3 separate regions of the Sus scrofa genome follow, and regions 1 and 2 are each linked to region 3. The links are chromatin contacts, called in public promoter capture Hi-C maps. All regions are on one chromosome and are shown on one strand. The core of a region is the stretch at or near the end of the contact, and the rest is flanking DNA. Distances in the headings are between cores, read along the strand shown.

Evidence for each region. Promoter capture Hi-C pulls out the DNA fragments that hold promoters and counts their contacts.
Region 1: a contact with region 3 is called in a promoter capture Hi-C map of fetal liver, with 6 times the contacts expected there. The contact joins the enhancer-like site here to the promoter of PHLPP1 in region 3. A contact is called at or near these places in 4 of 5 promoter capture datasets (fetal liver, fetal skeletal muscle, liver and 1 more), 23 of 47 Hi-C or Micro-C datasets (adipose tissue, alveolar macrophages, brain and 13 more) and 2 of 2 datasets of contacts at active chromatin or transcription factors (alveolar macrophages and skeletal muscle).
Region 2: a contact with region 3 is called in a promoter capture Hi-C map of fetal liver, with 2.2 times the contacts expected there. The contact joins the promoter of ZCCHC2 here to the promoter of PHLPP1 in region 3. A contact is called at or near these places in 2 of 5 promoter capture datasets (fetal liver and liver), 5 of 47 Hi-C or Micro-C datasets (heart right ventricle, liver, retroperitoneal adipose tissue and 1 more) and 1 of 2 datasets of contacts at active chromatin or transcription factors (skeletal muscle).

Annotation. Positions count from the first base shown.
Region 1 is chr1:158,640,260-158,643,728 of Sscrofa11.1, reverse strand. PHLPP1 (PH domain leucine-rich repeat-containing protein phosphatase 1) reads left to right here. Exons shown (of 17, transcript XM_021099624.1): 17 at 1-919. Among named protein-coding and RNA genes, the nearest start is that of PHLPP1, 220 kb to the left of the region's middle. Within about 2 kb of position 2,003, at least 11 of the 83 cell types and tissues checked have an H3K27ac peak or open chromatin away from gene starts, as enhancers often do. A contact at or near this core is called in adipose tissue, fetal liver and retroperitoneal adipose tissue, where this site is marked.
Region 2 is chr1:159,020,441-159,023,599 of Sscrofa11.1, reverse strand. It overlaps ZCCHC2 (zinc finger CCHC domain-containing protein 2), which reads left to right and starts at 1,457. Exons shown (of 14, transcript XM_021099630.1): 1 at 1,457-2,469. The coding sequence starts at 1,528.
Region 3 is chr1:158,862,028-158,865,211 of Sscrofa11.1, reverse strand. PHLPP1 (PH domain leucine-rich repeat-containing protein phosphatase 1) reads left to right here and starts at 1,569. Exons shown (of 17, transcript XM_021099624.1): 1 at 1,569-3,184. The coding sequence starts at 3,106.

The DNA.
Region 1 (3,469 bases), core at 754-3,253, 220 kb after region 3:
TCTCCCAGACACTTTCCTCGCCTGTCTTTGCAGCTAGTCTGTAGGTTCCCATTCTTTTGGTCCTTTTTTTTTTTTTTCTTTTTTAATAATCACCACTTTTCTTCTAGTGATACTTTACTAGTATGATTTAAATTTGTTAACTTCTACCCCTAACATATCAGATGTGTAAAGACAAAGAACAAAAGGTTTAATATATTACAGAGAAACAGTTAATGATAATGTAATATTTTTTAAAATGGCTCTTTGTTGTTTTGTTTGTTTGGAAGGCAGGGCAGGTTGCCAGTGCTAAATGATTTAATATTGTAATTCTGTATTTCTTTGGGGGGGAGGCTTTTTTTTTTTTTTTGTCTTGAAAATGATAGACATTTGTAGAATATGGAGACTAACTCCTAGGAGTTGCTTTACTCTGTCAGGTGACTTAAGTCACTGGGATTCACTAATTTTCTCTGAGAGAACAGTTGATTGAGAAATTTCTATTGTAAATAGCTCAGTGTTGTATAGTGATGCTTCAGATGTTTTGTAGTTTTGGCATAAGGGACACAGCCTAAACAACTGACTTCCTTCCTCCCCCTCTGGTGCACCCTCCTGCCCACACCCACCTCGACCCCCACCTTTTTAGTTCTTTAAATGATGAGCCTGAGCAGCTAAGAGCATTGCTGTTCAAATAAGGTGGATCCTACACCACTGGAAAGGAACCTGTACCTGAGAGGCCTCTGCACCTTTTTTCTTCCTTTCCTGTTCCCACCCAGCCTTTTGACTTTTGCAGACACTTTTTAACTGTGTTCCTTACTGCCACCACAATCAGCATGATTGTATAGAGTTCAGTTAGATCATTTACATACCAAGAGTTATATTATGGCAGAATGCACAAATGAACATGTCATAATTTTTGTTATAATAAATATAAAATTTACAAGTACTGGACCCATCTGCTTTTGTCTCAGGAGCCAGATGTGTCTTGCAGATGATCACAGCTTGGGTTGGGAGTGAATGCATGGAACTTTGGGGTTAGCACATAACTGACTTTTCTTTTTTTTGGAGGGAAGACACCCATTAGGTTAACTGACATTGAAAGAAGGTAGTGAAAAAACCCTATGGTTAACATTATGCATAGCTGATTTTACAACCTATTTCTTGTCATTATTGTGTAGGATAGATGTTAGCAGGGAGCAGACAGAAGTTGCATAGAGGAGATTCCTGGAAAACTTCTCCCACAAAGCCAAGTTTGTCCCCAGTTCTCTCAGGGGTCCCTCAATCATGTGAACAGATTTATAGATCTATATTCGAACCATGAAAATCAGGAGCCAGTTGCCTCACTCTCTACCCCTAGTAGAAATAATGTCTGTGTAGTGGGGTCCACTAGAAAATCCTGTATTCCTAGTTGACATACTGGCCCCATTTACAGACTGTAGCACTGCACCCCTCACCCCACCCTGCATCTTGGGAACCATGTGTTGAAGATGCTGTTGGTCTTCTGTCTTGTGTGGACCAGCTTCTTTCAGTCTGCCCCCTCAACTGGTACCTGGCTGGTTGAGTGACAAGACATGGCAGTTGGTCTTTCTTGTAGACTCGGTAATGGGCTGTCTGTCCCTTCACTGGGTGGCCAGATCGATGGACCAACCTTGTCTTGGTGATGTCCTTTCTTCATTACATGTCAGGCTGCTTGTACAGTATGCACTTTGAAAACCACTAGGCTTTGGAAGACTGAGCTTATCTCAGCCCCGGAAGGGGCCTAGTGACCAAAAGACAAGTGTGCCAAAACCCAGGCAGAGCTCTCTGCTCTAGACCAGGAGCAAAATCACCTCCTCAATATCAGTGCAGACTTGGAGGGCTCTGGGTTTTCACCCCAGTGCCATGGTCACTGCACCTCTGGCCTGGCTCTCTGATGTCCTCAGTTCTTAAATCTCTCAAGGGGAGGGCTCCCCTGTTGGCACATGCAGGGCCTATGCAGACTGCCAGTGTGGACCTGATTCCGCTGCAGCCCACTTGCAGAGGAGTCAGCATTTCTGCCCGGAGTGTGGCCAACTGAGGAGCTCACAATAGGCCCCACGGCAACTGCTTGTGCCCACAAGTCCCATGTAGCTGATTGGGAGAAGGGCTCGAGCTTGGCATTGGTGTTTTCCTAAGGCCATCAGTTCGGTCAGTGCTGGCTTCTCAGGTGGTTATATCATTCAGTCACATTGAGCACATGCCGCACAGAAGGTTCTATGGAGATAAGGAACCGCCCTTTGGGAGCTTGGAGTAAACAGGCATGTGGATGAAAAGGAACAGATGAACACATATTAAGTAGCTAAAGAGACAGAGATCCACCAAATAGGCCTGCTTGCTTTTGCCTCGAAGCCTCCCAGCTGTTTCCTGAGGAGCTCCTCTTCACTTTCATCAAGGCAGCGTCTAAGAATGTAGAATTGCTTATAAAACTGTTGTGCTTAATATTTGAAGATCCTCAAAGCCGTGGGCTCTCCAAGGTGAGTATGAGGGCGAAGGGCATCCACCTACAGCGTTCTCTCTTTCCTGCTGGGAGAGCCAGTGAATTTAACTGGGAGAGGGCAGGGTGGGAGGTTGGAGCGGAAACTCAGAGGCTCTGAGAAGGCTCGTGGCCTTGCTGATAGACTCAGCATTCCCTGCTGAGGACCCTGGAAATTGTCTGGTGTTGGGTCAGCCAGGGGCTGCCACGTGTTGCCCACAGGATCCTGATTTTGCAGAAGGCAGTCTCAGGAATCGGGACACCAACTGGTCCGCTGTGGTTTCTGCAGATTGCTTTTGTCACAGCACCACCTGCTGGTGAGATTAGATTTGGGGTGGAAATGGGTATAACTTTTTGCTCCTTCCTGCCCTCTTCCAAAAGAAGGAAATTTCAGGTACTTATTCTTTTCCTAGACACATGACAGAAAGCAAGCCCAAGCACTATTAAAGTAGTCAGAGAAGCTGCATTGAGCCTTTTTCCTATTCCCCCTGGAGATCAGCTTTGTGAGGTAGTACAACTGACGACTGACTCCTGTTATGGGCAGTTTTTCCGTGGGAAGCTGATATGCAGACATATCAAGAGGTATAACCAGGATCGTAGCATCAACCTGGGAAAAAGAAGTCCATTTCCAACATCCATCTAATCCTCTCTTCCCCGTGGTGAAAAATAAATGCACAAAAACTTATAATATGCTTTGGATCTTACAGGACAATATGAGTCAGCTCTTTGTTGGCACTGCCCAGTGGGGAGAAAAAGAACAATTCCCATGTGAACACACATCAGGAGTCATTTTGAATTCGGTCTGACACATCAGGAATAGAATTTCTATAAAGTGTGGGCTCTGTGGTATCTGCCCTCCTACCTCCCCAGTGACCACACCAGCTAATCTGTAGATAGCAAAGCCTTATCTAAGTGGAAATTGTGTCATTGCTGTAAACGAAGAACTTAAGGTGGTCAAATAGAATATAATTGGGAACATAGCAAAAGGACTTTTTTATTTTTATT
Region 2 (3,159 bases), core at 208-2,707, 160 kb before region 3:
TGTCTCCGTTTTATTGCAGGGTTCAATTGAGACTTTAGGCTTCAATTCAGCCTTTTAGTATAAAATTAGCTTCTTAGGGCAGAAAACTGTGAGGTGAAGAGGGCTCAGCTTATGGTCTCCCAACAGATGTTCAAAATTTTTCAGAAAGATTTTTTTTTTTGTTTTTTAACATATTCCTACGATATAGCTGTAGCAGGGCTTCGCACCGGCACCAAATTCAAAATGTTAGCGTTAGGCATAGAAATGTTACGTAGCAAATAAAATAATTTCCAAAAGATGGTGGCTTTGGGGGGGCTTTTGCTAACAACTGTCGTGGAAATTTCCAAAGAGCGTTAAAGACCAGAAGCAACCGTTAAGCCAGGGGCGTCCTTACCACTGCGTCTCCCCTCGGCCCAGAGCCCGTGGATCTCCCTCAGGTCGGGTTGGGTCGCCTCTGCGCCCGGAAGATTGCATGGTGCAGCCTGCACTTCGCCTGGGCACCCTCCTGCTTTCGAGGCGTCCGGGCCCCTCAACCACAGCCACAAGCCAGCCTCCCGACCCAGCTCCCCGATCCTCAACCCAGAGAGTCAACCCAGAGATCCCGGTAAAGTTGTGGTGGGAATATCCCATTGCTGACTTCCAGACAGTCGGCAGGGCGGTGCACCGAAGGAGCTCAGGTTAGCGCGCTCCCCCCAGGGGAAGCTTCGCTCCCGGGACGCGTACCATGCGGCCGCGAAGGGAACCCAGCGGCGCTGTGGGGCGGTGGCCCACGCGAAGAGGAAGGCAGAACAGGACAGTCAGTAGTCAAAAGCTGTGTTCAGGCCCTTGGAAAAGGGGCAGTTCCCCACTTCCCTCCGCACACGCGGGTCTCAGCAGCGCCTTGCCGCGCTCTAGCACACCTAGCCATCTCCTACAGTCCTACCGCGTCCTTCCCCACCCCAGCCCGCGGTCAGCCACCACACATTAGGACCGCGCGGAAACCGCCGAAAGGGAAGGCGGCTGGAGGGCAGTTGGGCGTGGCTTATCGAAGAGAGGCGTGCCCGAGGGGGTGGGGACACTACGCAACCATCGGTTCTGGCTGTTGATTGGCTGAAGTGACTGAGAGGAGCCCGCAAGCGTCTCCGCCCCGCCCGGGCTGCTCCTCCTCTTCTCCAGCGGCTTGGTCCGCACAGGCTCGCGAGGGAACCGCTCAGGCGCCGCCGCCCCAGCCCAGTGCGGACGACGGAAGAGAGGGAGGCGGAAGGAGGACACGCTCGCTCGCTTGCTCCCACCCGCACCCGGGCTCCTAGAGCCGGCGCGGAGCCCAGAGGGAGGAGCCGCGGCGGGCACGCCCCGCCTCCGGCCCGGGAAGACGACGCCAGCGACCTCGCCGGCCGGCCACCGCCCCCCTTGCCGGCCGAGACCCGCCCCCGGCCCCGGCCCCGGCCCTCCCCCGGCGGCATGGAGGGGCCCAGCTCCTGACTGCCGCGCCGCCGCCTCGGCCCCCGTCCCTCCTCCCGGCCCCTCCCTCCCGCCCCCGCTCGCATGTCCGCGCCGCCTTAGCCGAGGATGCTGAGGATGAAGCTGCCGCTGAAGCCGACGCACCCCGCGGAGCCGCCACCCGAGGCGGAGGAGCCCGAGGCGGACGCGCGGTTGTCCGCGAAGGCGCCACCGCGCCGCCGCCGAGACTGCCGCCCCCCGCCGCCGCCGCCGCCGCCGCCGCCCTCGGGCCAGCTGCGGGGCCCCCAGCCGCCGCCGCCGCCTGGGGGGCTCGGGCCGCCTGTTGCTGGGGGAGCGGCGGCGGGGGCGGGCATGCCGGGCGGCGGCGGCGGCCCCACGGCGGCGCTGCGGGAGCAGGAGCGGGTGTACGAGTGGTTCGGGCTGGTGCTGGGCTCCGCGCAGCGCCTGGAGTTCATGTGCGGACTACTGGACCTGTGTAACCCGTTGGAACTGCGCTTTCTCGGCTCGTGCTTGGAGGACCTGGCGCGCAAGGACTACCACTACCTGCGCGACTCGGAGGCCAAGGCCAACGGCCTCTCGGACCCCGGGCCGCTGGCCGACTTCCGAGAGCCGGCCGTGCGCTCGCGCCTCATCGTCTACTTGGCGCTGCTGGGCTCAGAGAACCGTGAGGCCGCCGGCCGCCTGCACCGTCTCCTGCCCCAGGTGGACTCTGTGCTCAAAAGCCTGCGCGCGGCCCGGGGCGAGGGCTCGCGAGGTGGCGCGGAGGACAAGCCCGGCGAGGACTGCAACGGCGAGGAGGACGCGGAGAAGGACGGCTCCGGCCCGGAAGGCAGCGGCGCCGAGCCCCGGCGCGGCAGCGGGCTGGGCTTCAGGGCCCAGGAGGAACTGCTGCTGCTCTTCACCATGGCCTCCCTGCACCCGGCGTTCTCCTTCCACCAGCGGGTCACCCTGAGGGAGCACCTGGAGAGGCTCCGCGCCGCGCTCCGCGGGGGCCCCGAGGACGGGGGAGTGGAGGCGGAGTCGTGTAACTTTGCCGGCCCCCGGGCCCAGGTAAGGCGTGCCAGCCCTCTGCGCCCGCAGTGTGGTCACCGCCTCGGCGACCTGCCCTGCCCGGCTTTCGGACTCCCGGTGGCCGAGCCTCACCCCACGCAGGTGGCTCGGAATCCCCTTGCCACGGCTCCCCGCCCAGTTGTACTAGCCTTCGTTAGTCTGGACCGCTCATTTCCACTGCTCCCCCCACCCCCGCTGCACACAGAGGCACCCGCCATAACAGAATGCTCTAGAAGTCTCTTCCGTGCCGGAGTTACCACGGAAAACATAGAGCACTCAGCCCGATCCCGCTCTCAGATGAAGAGTCTTGGGACTTTTTGACTTTGAGCATCTCTAGGTGCTGGGAAAGGCGAAGCGCTAGTGGAGCCCGTGTGTCGGCCGCAGTCTCGCCTCGGGCTGAGCCTTCCCTTTCTTGCCGCCTGGCGCTCAGGTCACACGTTTTAAAGCTTTGCCTTACCCCTCGGTGAGGTGTCCTAAAGGTGCTCTCCCGGCGAGTTGCCCTATTATTGACACAAATGGGCCTTTTAGCTCAGTGTGTACCTGATTTAAAAGGGGTCGTAGGATCTTGTGGCTCCTGCTCGGAAAACTTGATGTTCCCTTAAAGCGGCGAAATGACTCAAAGTAGAAATGTAGTAGCGTGGTTTGTCTGGGTAAAGTAACCTCCTAGAGTGGGTTGGTAGTGTTCTTTGC
Region 3 (3,184 bases), core at 320-2,819:
TAGTTAATTTATTGAAGGTTTGGAGGTAAAATGAAGGATGGATCACACTGTGAACGCTTGTTCTTCTGCTCTTTCTTCAACTCTGGTTTTTGTTATTTTAGATACAAGCAAATATGATGTTTTTCAGATGAGTGTCACTGAGCCTGAAATAGTTTATTATATTCTAAAAATTATATTCTGCATTCTTCCTCTTCACCAAAAAACTCCCCCCAAACCAAACTCATTATTTTCTGAGGCTGGAATATATTTCCTTTTTCTTCGTGTTGAGATACCTTAACATTATTCATTATTCCCTTCCTCCTGCCAATTTTGTAATCCCTCAAACCAAGTCTAACAGGTGTGCATGATGACTCTCCAGCTCCTCCCCCTCTAATATGTTGAATACTAAATTCTCCAGGCAATGTTTTTACTTTCATTTTCCCCCTTGGGGGATTTTTTTTGGTTATAAATTTAAGCGTAAACAAAATTCCTAGAGGCAAAAAGGGCAGCATTGTGGCAACTGTGTAAAGCTAAACAACAGAATGTGGAGTTAGATTGAGTACAGTGTTATAATTTCTTAGAGAGGATGCAAATGGACATTGTGCCAATGATTACAGTATTTACAATTAGAACAAACTTCCTTGAGTTTGTTACATTAGCTGAATAAATATAACTCTAGAAAGCAAATATATGGGAGTTAATATATATTTCTGAATACAGAAAAAAAGAGGTTTATTGGAAATCAACTAAGGAACTAACCAATATAAAGAAATATAAATAGTCCATGTTTTAGTACTGAAACTGAATGTGCTCTTTGTTTTTTTAAACCTTTTAAAAGGAAGGCTAAATTTAAATACCATTTTTTTTTTCATTTTTAGGATAGTTTGGGTTATGTGCTACTCAAGGTAATGAATGCATTGGTGCAGTTGAAATTCATCTTTAATGTTACCTCTTTCTCTGCCTCTTTACTGTCTCTCAGACACTGATCCTTCAGCAAGCAATCAGTTTCACTCATTCCATAAAATTTTATCCAAAGTGAAGTCTCTATTGTTGGACTTCCCAGACTAGGTTAGTTCCCCTTGTTTTATTTTTGCTGCTTCGTATGGAATCTGGTATTTTTCCCTCCTCTACATCCCTCTCACTGTTGAATGTCTTTCTTCCTTATGTGTAAGCTCTATGAAGGCAAGGACAGTATCTGATTTATTCAACTGCTGTAATAGAATTCCTGGCATATGTTTATAATTATTTGCATTCTCCCTAATTTAAAAAATGTAACTTTGTGCTGTTGATTGAATTGAAATGGAATAATTATTAGTTTCATGAGGACAAGAGGAAATATAGAATAGAAAAATATGGAAATTCATTCAAAATAAAAACATAGAAAATCATTTTCAGGAACTTCAAGAATCGATACTTATTTTTCATCCTGTTCACTGAAACTGTGTAGATTATCTAAGTACAACTTTCCCTGCGCTTATTAGTTTGTTCTTTGAGCTACAATTTCCAGTTTCTCTCTCTTTCTCCTTCCCTCTCTTTCTTTCCCTTCCTTTTTCCTCAACACCCGCCCCTATCCCCAACTCATCCCCAAATTTAGTAACTTTAATGAAATTAAGGCAGGTTCCGGATAGTATGCAGTTGAAAAAGGCGCATGCGTAGTAAACTCAGTTTATAAAACCGTATGGAGAAATGGTAATTCAATTTAAACGGTTTACTAAATTCTTTTTAAAAATAAGCTACCCTAGTTACTTAAAATATTGTTTTAACTGACAGAGAATGCAGCTTACAACTAAACACTGTAGCCGTAGAAGATATTTTTTTTTTTCTGAATACTGAAAGAAAAAAAGAAAACTTTAAGAACACACAGGACCTGCCCATCTCCTATTCCACCGTGTCTCCATTCCAACGTTTCCTATACTTTTAATCACTTTCTCTGTCATGAAGTTACTTCAGACCTTAAGATCAATGGGGAAAAGTGAGATCCCAGCCCCTTGCCTTTTTTCTCCTCAGATGTAGGATCGGCTCGGAGTTGCACGATTTCCACCAGGCACGTTCAAAGCATGTCCAAGTTAGAATTTGCTGACACTGCCTATCTTCCCTGGCCTTGAATACTTGGGGGGGTAAATAGGGTTGGCTTTGACTGCCAATTATCTTGTGCTGTGGATGTGTATTTAACAATGGGTGGTGGAGGTGAAGACAAAGGACCTGGGACCTTCGTACAGTTCAGAGTTCCTCAAAGTCCTCTTTCAATTAGCAGGAAAAAAACAAAGTCTCTGGGGAGTGAGAGTAGGCGGGTTAGATATAAGTTTATGAACAAGACCATTCCGACCACCGAGTTCAACAGCAGAGGGCACAATACCCACTGTCCATCGCCAGCTGCTGTTTGCAAGGAGGGACTTACTCTAAGGATCTCTGGGGTTTGTAGTTCGCCACGTTCCCCTCGGGCACATCCATCAGCGCGCCAGAACCACAACTCCCAAGGTGCACTGCGCGCCCCTGTCTTGGCACCGCCCCTTCTCTAAGGCCCGCGCAGGAACCTCCCGGGAAACTGCCCCTCAGCCCCGCCCTCTACGCACGCGTCACGTTTGTTTACCCTGAAGCCCCGCCTCGCCGCCGTCCTCTGCTCTCCCCTATCCTCTCTGGAATGCCGTCATGCAGGCGATGCATATTCATGAAGACCCCGAGGAGCTCCCGCCCCGCCCGCCTCCCGCCTCCCCGCTCCCGGCACGTGATTAATATTCAATGAGCCCATTTCGAGGCTGGTTATCCAGGGTGAGGTGGGGGAACGGGCGGGGCCTACGCTGGGGAGCCCGCGACCGGGGCGGGGAGGGCGTGTGTGTGTGAGGGCGTGTGTGTGTGTGTGTGTGTGTGTGTGTGTGTGTGTGTGTGTGTGTGGTGGTGGGGGGGGCGGTGGCGGTGAGGCCAGCGGGCGGGCGCGCGCGCGGGATGGAACACCGAGACACCGACGGAATGCTCCGAATTGCCACATAATCCCCTGGAACGGCCGTGCCGAACGCCATTGGACTCTCACTTCTCCCCGCTCCGCCGCCGTCTCCCACCTTCGCCTCCCCGCCTCGCTCTCCGCCCGCTGCCTCCGGAGCTGGGGGGGAAGCGCGAAGCCCCACTGCAATGGAGCCCGCCGCCGCGGCTACGGCGCAGCGACTCCCAGAGACCAGCAGGGAGGACCAGGCTCCGGCGGCGGCGGCGG